4 separate regions of the Mus musculus genome follow, and regions 1, 2 and 3 are each linked to region 4. The links are chromatin contacts, called in public Hi-C and promoter capture Hi-C maps. All regions are on one chromosome and are shown on one strand. Each heading gives the region's core, a stretch centred on a gene start, on an enhancer-like site or on the middle of the called end of the contact. The rest is flanking DNA. Distances are from core to core; before and after follow the strand shown.

Region 1 (3,195 bases), core at 245-2,744, 560 kb before region 4:
GAAAATCTGTGGTTGTTCAAAGAGTGGCCTGAGAGTGTGGTTGAGGAAGATGGCCTATTGTCCATTTTCATTGTCCAGGATGCTGGAGTCTCCAAGGAGACTCTGGCTTCTCCTTTCTGAGACTAAGTAACATCAAATGTGGGCCAAGATGAAGAAAGGGGGAGGGGAAAGGAAAACACAGTGGGGGGACCCAACCAGAGCCTTAATGTCTCTCTGCATTAAGACAGCCATTTCTCTCAAGGCAACAAGACATTGGTCACTAGCTGAGATAGCAGAGTAGCCAAAACTACAGGAATCCCAAGTCCAGCTCCCTGCAGCTGATGGCTTCGTGAATATCCCACATATTGGTCAAGACAGGAAATAAGAACCTTCTATTGCTATATCCAGCTGAGTTTTCTCAACCGAGTCACAACATACTCTGGCTTCTTGGCCACCAAGCACACAAATCTGGAGGGTTCTGAGGGTAGGGTCTTTTGTCCTGAAATGGTCCCTGAGCAGGAGGAGCAACATCAGTGGGGCAGCAACACAGGGGCTGTTACTCCATAGCTGTGAAGTCTCCTCCCTAGAGCACACCTTAACCCTGAGGTTTGAGCCAACAGCACACGGAAATCACAGCACTTCACAGTCTACACATACATTTACAACCAGGGCGAGCACCATGGGGAGTGAGTGCCCTGGTCTTGGAGGGCTCTGCAGTTACTTTAACATGAGGCTTCTGCCTCTCTCTGATTCTTTATCGGTTTTTGGCAAGAGGCCCTGCACGTTCCTGTTGCACAGGGCCCTGTAAGTTATTGACCTGTCCTTTGCAGTACATTGTCTCCCTAGTCTCCACAGCTGGAGGTATAGGAGCTGGAAAGAGGGGTCACCCTGCTTCGTGCTTCACAGATGTTGAAACACGCTGGGCTGGGAGAATCACTAAGCCAAGATGGGCTGGGAGCTCACAGGCATAGCCAGGACCTCATAGGTACTGCTGGAATCTTGCAAGGGTAGCCAAGTTCTCCTTCCCATGGACAGTCTGGCTGCCTTCTCTTTCCTAGTTCTTCTCAATCAATGCTTGCAACACTCTGCACTTCCCCAGCAGTGACCTCTCTTCTACGGTTTCCTTGATCTCATTTCATTAAAAAATAAGATAAAATAAACATATATTTTGCTCACCTGCCAGCCAGAAGTTCCTGGGTGTTAGGCCCCCTCATAAGTGCTTCAGTTTCTTCCTTTCCCATCCACGGTCCTGTCCGGGCACCTCAGTGCAGGTCTGTGTGTCCCCCACATAAGCACACAAGCTCCCTACCTGTCCCTGAGTACTATAGCCTGGAAAAGCCTCCCTGGGAAACATTCCTGACCTTCAGACCTGCCTCCCTATAGCTGGCCCCATTCCTGGGACAGGCACTTCCTGTCTGGGTGTTTACCTTGCTGGGTGCCCTGCACCTAGGCAGGGAGCCAGACACACCTCCCTAGGAGCCAGGCAAAAGGGGAGGTGCCACTGAGGTGCAGGTTGACATGACCCAAACGGCCCCTGGCTGCAAGGTAATATCGGAAGTTGACTAAGAATGGACGCCCCACCACTGACTGACCCGCCCCCTGAGTCTGAGATTGGGTAAGTGTTTATGATCCTCTTGGGTTCTGGTCACTTTTGTGTTAGTATGTGTACACGTGCACACACACGTGGAAGTCAGAGGTGAACACCAGGTCTCTCTCTTATTGTTTTCTGTTTTTCTTATGGAACCCAGGGCTCACTAATTGGCCAGGCTACCTGATCGGCCATCCTCCGAATCTTACCTGCACCCTCCCCTCCTGTCTCAAACTTCCCCTGTGGGGGTTAAAGGAGCACGCCACTGTGCCCCTTTTTTATGTGACAGTTGTGAATCTTCTCAAGTCCCAGTGCACATATGCCAAGCGGTTTGCCAACTAAGCCAGCACTTTTAATCACTGCTTTACATGGCCGTCAGGGCTCAGCTTGACAGCTCCCAGGCAGGGGACACCAGCTGCTCTATTCGAGAGGTCTTAATCAATTGTTACTATTACAGTGAATTATGATTAGTGACGGCTTCCTTCTGCCTGGTGCTTACTGCGTGGCAGGCACTGAACTAAGCAGATTGCATAACCTCTCTGTGTAGCCCTGAGCCCTCACTACAAGTTGAGAATCAGGTGCATTTTAAAGATACATATGTTCATAGATCATCTTGCCCAAGGCCACATAGATAGTAAGCTGCTCCAAGATTGAAACCCATCCTAGCTGGTACCAAAACCTTGCCTCTTAACCCATTGCTTTCATTTCTCAATGCTAATAGCTACACTGCCCATATTTATGTAAGCCTCCGATGAGCTATTGTTTTTTGTGACCTACCGCTGGTAATAAATTAACCCAACCGGTACTGCCAAGAAGCAGGGCATACTTATACTCTAGGTTTCTGTGAGTCAGGAATCTGGGCAGGGCTTGGCCGCGTTCTTTGTTCAGGGGCTCTCACTGGCTGGAGGCAAGGTGGCTGAGGGCCAGAACGCCTCTTTACAAGGCTGTGTGGAGAAGGCACACAGGCCTCCTGGGTTGTTGGCAGGCCTGCACGCCTCCTTGGGGATTGCTGGACTGAGGGCCTTGTTTCCTGCTGGTCATGGCTGGGCAGCTTGCTCTGTTTTGTTTGTTTGCCTCTCTGCCATGACACCTTGCTTCATTGAGGCTGCAGAAGATTCCAGAGATCTCTCTCTTCAAGGACATGGCTGTGTGATGCGCTCCACGTGAGCACGCTCAGCTATGGAAGTCAGATGTCTTCCTTGAAGAATCTCCACTTTATTTATTGAGGCAGGGTCAGTCATTAGACCTGGAACTAGTCAAATCCAGCTAGTCTAGCTAGCTAGCTTACTGTGAGGATCACCGCCTCTGCCCGCTGAGTGCTGGGAACAGCCAGGCCCACCTAGCTTTTGTGTTCTGGGGACCTGGATCCTGACCTCTCGTTTGCATGCCACGCTCTTTCTCAGCTGAGCCATCTCCCAGAACCACAGACTTTTGTGATGTGCTCGTGGAAGTGACATTAAGTGGCATCCCATCACTCTGCCATGCTCTGCTTGTCAGAGAGCCGCCATTAGGTACAGCCCATATGTCACAGTAGGACATGGATGCAGGAAGTAGGCACCATTGAATCTCAGATGTCTGCCTAGTATGACATCCGATTGCCACAAATGTTGGTTCTGGTTTTTGCCACT
Region 2 (3,464 bases), core at 512-3,011, 660 kb before region 4:
TTATGATTTGGATATGAAGTGTCATCCCAAAAGGCTCGTGTGTTGAAGGTATAGTCTCCAGCTGGTGGCACTATTGAGAAAAGATTGCATTATGTGTGTGGTAACTTCATTAGTGACTTAGCTGTTTCATCGATGGGTTCACAGCTGAAGGAAGCAGAACCTGGTTGGGAGTAGACCTCAGCATGCTTTTCAAAGTGTGTCTTGTCCCCAGCCAGGTGTGTCTCCCTGCCTTTCTTCCTCTGCTGTGAGAACCGCAGCCTCCCCTGTTCCCTGCCACCACTGTGATGCTCTGCCTCTCCGTAGGCTCAAGCAACAGGACAAGTTGACCAGGACCATAAAACCTGCAGCCATGAGCCAGAGTAAACTCTTTTAAAAAGTCATCTCTGGCACTTTGTCACAGCAACGAAAGGTTGATTCATGCACCTCGTGTGCATGCTTCTCTTCTGAAAATGAACACACAAGGGGGAGCGATATGAAAATTCATAAAAATGTAAGTGCTGTGAAGAACCTTAAAGTGACCCAACGACAGGACACAGGCTGACTGACCAAGCTCAGACCTGGAGAAACATGATGATGAGTGTAGCTACTACTTTCTAGGGAAGAAGATAGAGTGCAAAGGCCCTGGGGCAGGAGCCACGCTAGTATCCTGCAGGAGCCCTATTGTTGGGGCCAGCAGCTGGAACATAGGGAGAGAGCAGGAAAGCAGAGGGAAGACTGGCTAGGGAATTTGCCTTTTTGTTTGGAAAACTATGAAGTAGCAGAGCCTCAGGGGCTTAAGAGACTTGGGGAACTTGCAGGGTGAGCACACCTGTGTGTGTGTGTGTGTGTGTGTGTGTGTGTGTGTGTGTGTGTGCGCGCGTGTGTTGAAGTCCATCTGTGGGTGTAGGCAGAGGCTGAGGAGGCCAATGTGCTTGGTCAGACCTGTTGGGAAGGTAGTGAGCTGAACTCTGAGCCAAGCCCAGGCTTAAAGGTGAAACTGAGTCTCTGGATTAGTGGAGAGTGCCTACAAGAACAAGGGAGCCAGGGAGAAGGACTTGTGCATTGAGACCTTCCTGGAAGGGGCCTAGAGCGGCTGGCCAAGGGGCTTTAATAGAAAATGCCTCACAACCTTAGCTTTAGTAAGGGCCAGTGGAAGGGTCCTGAGCAGGGTCTCCCAGAGTCCTGAGCACAGTGGCTCAAGGCATTTGTTGTGCCTGGGTGAGGCTCCTGTCTTGGGAGGCTGGGAAAGTTTGTACTTTCACTAGTCCAGGAATATGTGTGTGTGTGTGTGTGTGTGTGTGTGAGAGAGAGAGAGAGAGAGAGAGAGAGAGAGAGAGAGACAGAGAGAGTGAGACAGAGAGACAGAGACAGAGAGACAGAGAAGAGAAAGAGGAGGGGAGCAGGGCAGAGACAGAGAGAGAGGAAAGGAACCCTCTCTCTCCCCTCCCCTCCCCTCCCCTCCCCTCCCCTTCTCTCCCTTTCTCTCCCCTTTTCTCTCCTCTCCTCTCCTCTCCTCTCCTCTCCTCTCCTCTCCTCTCCTCTCCTCTCCTCTCCTCTCCTCTCCTCTCCTCTCCTCTCCTCTCCTCTCCTCTCCTCTCCTCTCCTCTCCTCTCCTCTCCTCTCCAGGGTGGGGCTGTTTGGTAGTTCAGGACTGCAGGTCTGTCTGAGTGCGCTCTCTCTCTCTCTCTCTCTCTCTCTCTCTCTCTCTCTCTCTCTCTCTCTCTCTCTGTGTGTGTGTGTGTGTGTGTGTGTGTGTGTGTGTGCATGCGCGTGCATGTGTGAGGGGCGGGCACGGTGTCCCAGGAGGACAGAGTTTGCATTGATGAAAACCCTTCCCAGCTCTTTGAAGCCTCTTTCCCGCTGCCTGAGCCCAGCCGCCTAGTCCTCTGTGTCCCATAAGACTGCTCACTCCCTGCCAGGATGGCATCTTGTCTGGCCCTGCGCGTGGCGCTGCTGCTCATCTCTGGGGTCCTGGCCCCTGCGGTGCTCACAGGTAAGGGGCGCAGGCCCTCAGCTCTGCTGCTACCAACTTCTCAGGGCCAATAACTACCACTGGGACCAGATCCTCCAGTACCTATGGGGTACAAGCCCCTCACACAAGGTGGGATTCCCAGCTGTGGTGATTCTGGGAGACTCCCACAATGCTGGCTGGTAGAAACCGAGTAAGATGATGTATGTTAGCAGCAGGATGGGTGGCCATTGAAAAAGACTTGGGTATCAGGGTCTGGTACATTTGGCTGTCTGATGTTCTTGGGGTAATACTTTGCCGCTAGAACACCTGGAGACTTCTGGACCTGGGAGGCTGGAGGACTCATCAGACATAAGGCAAAGGGCTAAAGGCCAGAGACCCTCTGGGCAGAAAACCCAGAGACTCATGATTCCTTTAAATTCTGCAAACCCTTTCCTTCTGACTTACGACCTAGGTGCTGTCCCCATAGAGATAAATATTTCTTAGAGTCTTTTGCAGGATAGTGAGGAAACTGGACTGAGCCCTAGGTGGCCTCTCTGGGGTCTGAAAAAAACACTGCATGGCAGGCCTGCTCTGGGTCTGCTTCAGAGCAGGGACATAGGCACAGATAGGCTTTGATTATGAGAAAATAAATCTCGCGCAGTTGTTCAGTAGTCTGCAGAAAGGCCTCTGGGTTCCCTGGTTGTCTTACAACATTGCTGCCTGAACTTTAGGGGTGTCTGTGTGTCTACAAAGGAAAGAAGTCACCTCTGTGGTAGAAGCATAGCCTCGGAACTCGCGGCCACACCCCAGGATGGTGACGGTGGTCTGTGGGCCGTTCTACCTCCCCTCAACACCCCAGGAAATAGCTAAAGACCTGACTCTGCCCAGCCTGGCTCATACCTCTCTTGGCCATTTCCTAATCTGTAGAAGGTGGCACCCACTACGCTGCCTCCCTCATAGTGGGATGCTAAGGCCTCACCAGGGCTCAATGCAGGGCTCTGAGGATGGCCAAATGTCCAGTCAACACTCAGTGTTCAGAGTGTGAGCAGGGTTCAAAGCCCGAATGGATTTTGGGGAGAACCATCTCTTCTCATATGTTGGGACACACCCAGCTTCTGGAGTGGGAGCTGTGCTCGGTAATGTAGCCTGAAGTACCCCTGAGTTAGGACTTACAGTGGGAGGAGGCATTTTCTATTGCCTAGGACTTGGAGCTGAGACCCACACCGCTTCCTGCCACAGTGAGGCTGTTGCCTGGCAGGACCCTGCAGCTGGAGCCTTCCTAGTGGCTCCTGTCCAGGTTTCTGTTAGGTTTCTTCCAACCTAAGCCTCTAGCCAGAGCCCCGGTCAGATTATACATACACAACTCTAGTGGGTGGGCTTTCTGTTCCCACAGAAGCTTTGGGAATAGCCAAGACCTCGCCTGACCTCACCTCCCTCTTTTTCCACGACTTCCTTCTCCCCTAGGAACAGGCGGGCCCACAGCAGGCATGAGCATGCAAATCCCACCTTGGGTTTTGGGGTTCTGGCTATTCTG
Region 3 (3,571 bases), core at 540-3,039, 510 kb before region 4:
TAAGCATATGTAAAGACTGTGGGACTTTTAAAGTTATTTAGAATGGGGATGAATAAGATTGTAAGGGTTGAGGCTTACTAGTGATGTGTTTGTGTGTCAAGTTGACAAGGGGTCAATTGTACTGGCTAGCTTTGTGTCAACTTGACACAGCTGGAGTTATCACAGAGAAAGGAGCTTCAGTTGAGGAAATGCCTCCATGAGATCCAACTGTAAGGCATTTTCTCAATTAGTGATCAAGGGGGAAAGGCCCCTTGTGGGTGGGACCATCTCAGGGCTGGTAGTCTTAGCTCTATAAGAGAGCAGGCTGAGCAAGCCAGGTGAGGCAAGCCAATGAAGAACATCCCTCCATGGCCTCTGCATCAGCTCCTGCTTCCTGACCTGCTTGAGTTCCAGTCCTGACTTCCTTTGGTGATGAACAGCAGTATGGAAGTGTAAGCCGAATAAACCCTTTCCTCCCCAACTTGCTTCTTGGTCATGATGTTTGTGCAGGAATAGAAACCCTGACTAAGACAATGTGTTAGACAGAGATTTCCTAAGGAGGGCTGCATGGGGTACTGTGAACTTGAGAGGACTCCATGAAGGGTCCCTTGTAGAGTTAGAGTTAACATCTTCAGCCTCCAGGTGGCAAAATCAGAATGTAGACGTGAGCTCTTGTCGAGACCATGTCCCCTCCCTCTGGCTCAGGACCTGGCTGGAGTACTCTACCCACTCTCAGATTTCCCACCAGCTGTGCCCTGCAGGCCCCAAGCTCCTGCCATGGATGACATCAACACAGCTCCCATGTCCTCCACACACCAGAGCTCCTTTCTGAATTACACCCTGCAGTCTAAAGAAAACTGAGGCTGAGAGCGATAAGCTCAACCAAGCTCCAGTATGTGCGTGCATGTGTGTGTAGGGGGGTGCCTGGCTTAGGTCTGTTGTCACATCTAACGTGACAAGGTTCAGATGAAGGAGTGAACAATCACCACTTCTGCCGTAAGCCAGCACTTCCCTTGGTGGGCCTGGCCTGAGGAACAAGGTCACCCAGCTCTGGGATCAAAGGGACAGTGGCTACCTTAGTACCTGCAGAACTCAGCTAGTACTGAACGGTGACCTTTAAGGGGTGAGCAAACATAGCCATGTCTAGCCACAGAGGGAATAGCCTGACTGGCCATTTGGGCTTCTGCAGTGCAGAACGCGGTAACATATATCACCAAAGTGGCCAGCTTGCACCATAGGGACATGTAAGCCCTTCCGTGAGCCCCAGGTGCCCAGCAGAGGTCCAGAGGGGCCAAACCAGACTGTTTTAGCTAGGGAATAGTGTTGCTCACAGTGGGCTGGGTCTTCTGACATCAACTAGCTTCATTAAAACAACCCCTACAGATGTATCCACAGGCTAGCCCAATGCAGACGTTCCCTCATGGAGATTCTCTTCCTGGGCAATCCTATGTTGTGTCAAGTTGACAGTTAAAGCTCACCATCACAAGTATGCTGGGTGGCGCTGGGGAAAACTGTGACCACCCTTGTGGACATCAGCAAAGGTTTCTGAGAGCCATGCCTTTGGCCTATTCACAAATGTTGGGCCAGGCTTGAGAAGTCAGCCATGAAACCTGACGCTAAAAGAGCCCTTGCGTCCCTCGTGTGGAACTTCGGCTGATAATGGACGCTTCTGGAGGTTAGGTCCCATTCAGGGGAAATAGAGAGCCAGTGAGTGAGAGGGTGGAGCAGGCAGCCAGTGCTGGCTGGGTGGGAAGGTAGATGATGCCCCCCCCCCACTTGGTTTCTATAATGAGGAAGTTCTGTGCAGCTCAGTTTCCTCTCCCTCGCTGAGTGCCTGAAACAGGAAGTCAGTCAGTTAAGCTGGTAGGAGCAGCAGAGGCAATTTCTGAGAGGCAACAGGCGGCAGGTCTCAGCCTAGAGAGGGCCCTGAACTACTTTGCTGGAGTGTCCGTCCTGGGAGTGGCTGCTGACCCAGTCCAGGAGACCCATGCCTGCCATGGTCCCTGGGTGGAACCATGGCAACATCACCCGCTCCAAGGCAGAGGAGCTACTTTCCAGAGCCGGCAAGGACGGGAGCTTCCTTGTGCGTGCCAGCGAGTCCATCCCCCGGGCCTACGCACTCTGCGTGCTGTGAGTACCCGTCTCCTCCCAACTGTCAGATCCAGGGACCACTGAGGTGTGGATCCAAAGGGGGAACCCCTGTAATGGGAGTTTGAGTTAGGTTTATGTCATAGGATGGTGGGACGTGACTGGCACTTCGTTGCCCTGTGGGGAGGGGAGAAGGGGGGGCAGCATCTGAGGCCCACTTTGGACCTTGGCGTTCGAGTTCAGGGAGCCTGTGTCATGACAGGCTTGTGTGGTGCTAGGGCTCTCTGAGTGACTCTGGGCCTCCCCTATACTGCAGCCCTCCATGACCTGTGGTGCCAGGGGTCTCCGTGAGTTCCTGTGGCAGGAGCAGGGACAGAGTCAGGAAGAAACTCAGGCCTCTCTGGTGGAGGGTGTATTGGAATGCATTTTGGTCAGCTCAAGCGTCAGTCAGGGACTCAGTGAAGGGCAACCTTGGCAAAAGGGTCCCCTCCTCCACCCTGCTAGTATGTGGTCTTAGAGCTAATTCTATTTGGGGAGCTGAGTCCGGGGTGCATTTAATCAGGATAGGATTCCTCGTGTACACATTTTACTCTAGGCTGCAAGGACACAGGAAGCCACAGAGCTGCTCTCTGAGTAGGTCTCTGTCCCTCCTTGCACTCAGCTATGTCCCTCCCTATCCAGGTCTCTGCCCCCGTTGGTACCCCCCCACAGCCCAGTGTGAAGATGTTGCTGAATATGCTGGTTATCCTAACAACAGAGGAAACAGCCACTTGCTGAAGGTTCCTTTTTAACACTCCGTCCGTCTAGCGTCTTCTGAGGAAGGCCGCCACCCCTATAGTCCTGTGGTCAGACCCTGTCCAGGCTTCAGGCTGGAGCAGGGCAGGAACACTGTCAGGAAGGGTGTGCCTACTTGAACAGCACAGGTACCATCTGATAGATTGTCCCTGGACTGAGAGAAAGATCTTTCAGAGCAGCTAGCTGCCCCCCCCCCAATCTTCATGCAGGAGGGAAGTGGGTGACTGACCACAGACTGTTCTGAGCTCTGACTCATGTTGGGACCTGCTGTGCTAGGCATTTGTTGGCTAGTTTCATCTTCAAGAGAGCCAGGAGTGTGGGTTCTATGAACACCTAGACCTGCGATTAAGGACCATGAGGGCTGGACAGGTTACAAACATCGAGGATAAGGTCGGTCATTTGCTCCCAGAGACCACTAGCTTGTGCTGCCTACCTCCTACCACCATCAGGCTAGGCATGCCAGTGGACTTGAATGGAAGTAAGAGGAGCTAGAGTGTTCACAGAGTTGGGGGCAGGGGCACTAGAAGCCCGTACAGGCTCACGGCTGGCTGAGCATCTTGTGCTGGTGGAGTTAGCAGCCAGCTTCCTGCACACCCACCAGCATATTTCAGGAGAAGCACTGCAGGTGGCCTGGACCTCCCCAAAGCACTGTCTCTTGGGGAATCTACCAGTGAGAGGCCCTGAAAGGAAAGAGGGCAGGAAGGTACTT
Region 4 (3,172 bases), core at 209-2,708:
GAAACTGTCCCCTGTCAACTTTCAGACCTCCTTCCTACTCCAGATGCTAGCTGTTCTTCATTCACTTTGGGGAGCGGCATTTTTACCCATACAGTGTGGTTCTATCCCAGGATCTATGCCTTCATTCCACTGGTGTGTGCCCCAAGCCCCATTTGTTGTTCTTCAGAAATCCCTAGGTTAAAGCTGACCTTCCCCTGTATAGGTAGAAGTAATGTTATGCAAGACACCCTGAGCCTGTATCCTCCCGCTGGACTGGACTGAGCCTCCTGGGCAGCAGGAGGGATAAAACTTAGAAGTGCCAGGCATGCCACATTCCCTTTTCTGGTGCCCAGTACAGAAATACTCCTGACAGCTGCACACCCCCCCCTCTCTCTCTGTGCACATGTACACACACACACACACCAGTCTAAGAAACAGTAGAGTCAAATCTCATGAACAAAGCTTGCAAAGCACCCTCTGGTGATGCTCTGACAGAACCTTGTTGTCCTCTCCTGCCTTCTTCCTGATTTCAACCTATGACCCCATGGACTTGCTGGAAACAAGAACAAGCCAGTCAGTACCCAGGTGAACCTGATTTTCCTAGGAAGGGCCCAGGCCTCGGTAAATTGTGTGTCTGTCATAAAGAATACGAGGGTACAGTTCCTCGTGCTTTCCCCAATTCATGCCAGCTTGCTTAAAGACATTCTTCAGAGAGCTTTTGCTCTGCCACTCAGGAAGGACAGAGCTACAGTGTGCTTCCTTTATGAGTCTCTGGGGAGTGGTTTCTCATTGCTGTAAGCTTGTCTCTTTTCATTCTGAGTCAAAAATCCTGTTTATGTCACAAAAGCCAGAGATCTCAAACCAGACCAGTGCCTCACTGCAATGAACATTAGCAAGTGAACATGTGTAGACAGAGAGACATACTGTGGGACACACTGTGACAGTATTACAGCTTCCATGATGAGATATTTTCAATGCTTTTTTGTTTTTGTTTTGCCTGCTTGTTTATGTGTTAAAGGCAAAGAACAGACACCAGGGGGATGGGTGACCAGTGGGCTGGGAAGCACAATTTGAAACCCACAAAGAATCAATTAAAAGCAAAACAAAACAAAAAACTCCAACTCCCCTCCTCCCTCCCACGCTGATCCTCCACCCCTGCTTGGACTGAGTGGAGTCTTTGTAAGCCTTAAAGAAAGAACTTTCATCTTGGCTATGTTCCTGCTTGCCCTTTGGGGTGGCCCCTTCAGTCCTGCTTTCCTGAGCCCCAACCGACTGGGGTGCCAAGGTTAAGGCAAGTACTGGCAAGCTGGTTCCAATATGCATATGCCTGACAAGGTCTGGGTGAGCCAGTTCCTTGATTCAAAGAACAATTTCCTCCAGGGCAGCCTGATTTCAACATCCATAACTCCCTGGCCCGCCCTCAGCAGTGATTAACAAACAGAACAAATGTAACCCTCCCTCTTTGGTGGTGGTTAGAAAACCCAGAATTCAGATGCTGGCTGATGGTGGCTGACTGGAAACCGACTTCCAGATTTCTTACTCTTGCTCAAGGGCCCTCATCACGTGCTACCTAGAGGCACAGGTCTCTAACCTTACTATCTGACAGGCAAGTAACAGATTATGTGTGGTGAGAGAGCAATACAGAATTTGAAAGATAAGGGCTTTTGTCTTCCTGTGCAGAGCTTCCCAAATGCCTGTTGATTTCATGAGGGGTGGGAGGGAAACCTGTGCTGTTTGTTTGTGATAAGCTGTTGTACTGTTTTCTTAAAGCTTATGCTTAAGGGGCAACTTTTGGAAAGTTTGTAAGGATGGGGTCTGGAACCAGCTTTGAGATTAGAGGGAAGGGCAGAGAAAGGGATTGAAGTTAGGGTTGATTACTGATCAACGGTAATTTAATCAATCAGCCCATCCCCTGTATTTCATGATGCGGCCCCTATGAAAGCACAGAGGGATTGGGTTGGGGAGCTGCCAGGTTGCTGAAGGTGTGGAGGATAGGTTGCACCAAGAACACAGAGAGCGGCCATGTCTCTCCCCCAAGCTCTTGGCATTTCTCCACTGCTGTCTTGTTGCACTATGGGTGCTGCTGCTGTAATGAACCTCTGACTGAGTGATTCTCTGAGTGGTTTGAGCAGAGCTGCTCTGAGGCTGAGTAAAAGAGCCTCTGGTCTGTAGCCAACTCTGCTAAGTGGTTGACTTGACTCATACATGCCTGGTAACACAAGAGCTGTGTGAGTGAAAGTGTGCAGAAGGAAAGGGTCGTTGGTTTTTCCCTTATACACATGTCGAAGGGTCAGCGACCAACTCCTCACAAGGGAGCTGGTTCTGTCTTATCCTTCCTTGAGTAACCTTTTACTATTTGATTGAAAATGAGGCACAAGGATAAAATGGACAGACAGTCCCAATGCCAGTTTACTCACACACAAACTGGTACTCGGAGCCTTCTGTATGCTGGACACTGATCTGCATGCTGCAGACTCAATAGAGAGGAACACTGAGTTTGGTAGAGAGGGACATTAGAACAATGATTGATCCCACCCTGCACATGCTACTAATAGTTGGGAGAGGGATGCATAAATACACAGAAGGTGAGGTAATGATAGCAAGGAAGGGAAGGAGGCCCAGGGCCACAGACTGGGCTGCTGGACCCTGGGCTCAACAGGGAAGGTGTCACGGATGGGACACTAGCAGAACTTTAAAGGAAGTAGGTGATCAGAGCTGACATCGTGTTTATTATGTATATCATCTAGGGGGAGCATCTTAGAGGTTCTAAGGCCATAAAGAGACATCATGACCACAGCAACTCATAGAATGGAAAACAGGTAATTGGGCCTGGCTTACTTTTGAGAGCTTTAGTCCATTATGGTCATGGCAGGAAGCATGGCAGCAGGCAGGCAGACATGGTGCTGGAGAAGAAGCCAGGCATTCTACATCTGGATTGGCAGGCAACAGGGAGGGGGAGACACATTGGGCCTTGGCTGGAGCCCCTGAAACCTCAAAGGCCACCATCAGTGACACCTTTCCTCCAACAAGGCCACATCTACTCCAAGGCCATTCCTCCTAACTTTTTAAATAGTGCAATTTTTTATGAGCCCACAGGGGCCATTTTCATTTAAACTACCAAAAGGAGGGCTAGAAAGCTGCAGACCTCTGGTCACATCAGCCCTGAGCTCTGCTGTCCCTGGAACATGCTTAT

What was found. Promoter capture Hi-C pulls out the DNA fragments that hold promoters and counts their contacts. A called contact is a pair of places that touch in the nucleus more often than the background predicts.
Region 1: a promoter capture Hi-C map of liver shows a contact between it and region 4, with 7 times the contacts expected there. The contact joins the promoter of Neu2 here to the promoter of Ugt1a6a in region 4. A contact is called at or near these places in 2 of 39 promoter capture datasets (liver and pre-B cells) and 1 of 9 other capture datasets (macrophages).
Region 2: a promoter capture Hi-C map of pre-B cells shows a contact between it and region 4, with 27 times the contacts expected there. The contact joins the promoter of Snorc here to the promoter of Ugt1a6a in region 4. A contact is called at or near these places in 2 of 39 promoter capture datasets (neutrophils and pre-B cells) and 1 of 115 datasets of contacts at active chromatin or transcription factors (large pre-B cells).
Region 3: a contact with region 4 is called in a Hi-C map of B cells, with 12 read pairs. The contact joins the promoter of Inpp5d here to the promoter of Ugt1a6a in region 4. A contact is called at or near these places in 1 of 484 Hi-C or Micro-C datasets (B cells) and 2 of 115 datasets of contacts at active chromatin or transcription factors (bone marrow-derived macrophages and double positive thymocytes).

What each region holds. Positions count from the first base shown.
Region 1 is chr1:87,572,533-87,575,727 of GRCm38.p6, forward strand. Neu2 (neuraminidase 2) reads left to right here and starts at 1,495. Exons shown (of 4, transcript NM_001160163.1): 1 at 1,495-1,594. It also overlaps a transcript of Ngef not described here.
Region 2 is chr1:87,468,440-87,471,903 of GRCm38.p6, forward strand. It overlaps Snorc (secondary ossification center associated regulator of chondrocyte maturation), which reads left to right and starts at 1,762. Exons shown (of 3, transcript NM_028473.2): 1 at 1,762-1,972. The coding sequence starts at 1,900.
Region 3 is chr1:87,618,523-87,622,093 of GRCm38.p6, forward strand. It overlaps Inpp5d (inositol polyphosphate-5-phosphatase D), which reads left to right and starts at 1,790. Exons shown (of 27, transcript NM_010566.3): 1 at 1,790-2,109. The coding sequence starts at 1,967.
Region 4 is chr1:88,133,351-88,136,522 of GRCm38.p6, forward strand. It overlaps Ugt1a6a (UDP glucuronosyltransferase 1 family, polypeptide A6A), which reads left to right and starts at 1,459. Exons shown (of 6, transcript NM_145079.3): 1 at 1,459-1,585. All of the region lies in intron 1 of Ugt1a10 (UDP glycosyltransferase 1 family, polypeptide A10), which reads left to right. The region is part of intron 1 of Ugt1a9 (UDP glucuronosyltransferase 1 family, polypeptide A9); the gene reads left to right. All of the region lies in intron 1 of Ugt1a8 (UDP glucuronosyltransferase 1 family, polypeptide A8), which reads left to right. It also overlaps Ugt1a7c and Ugt1a6b.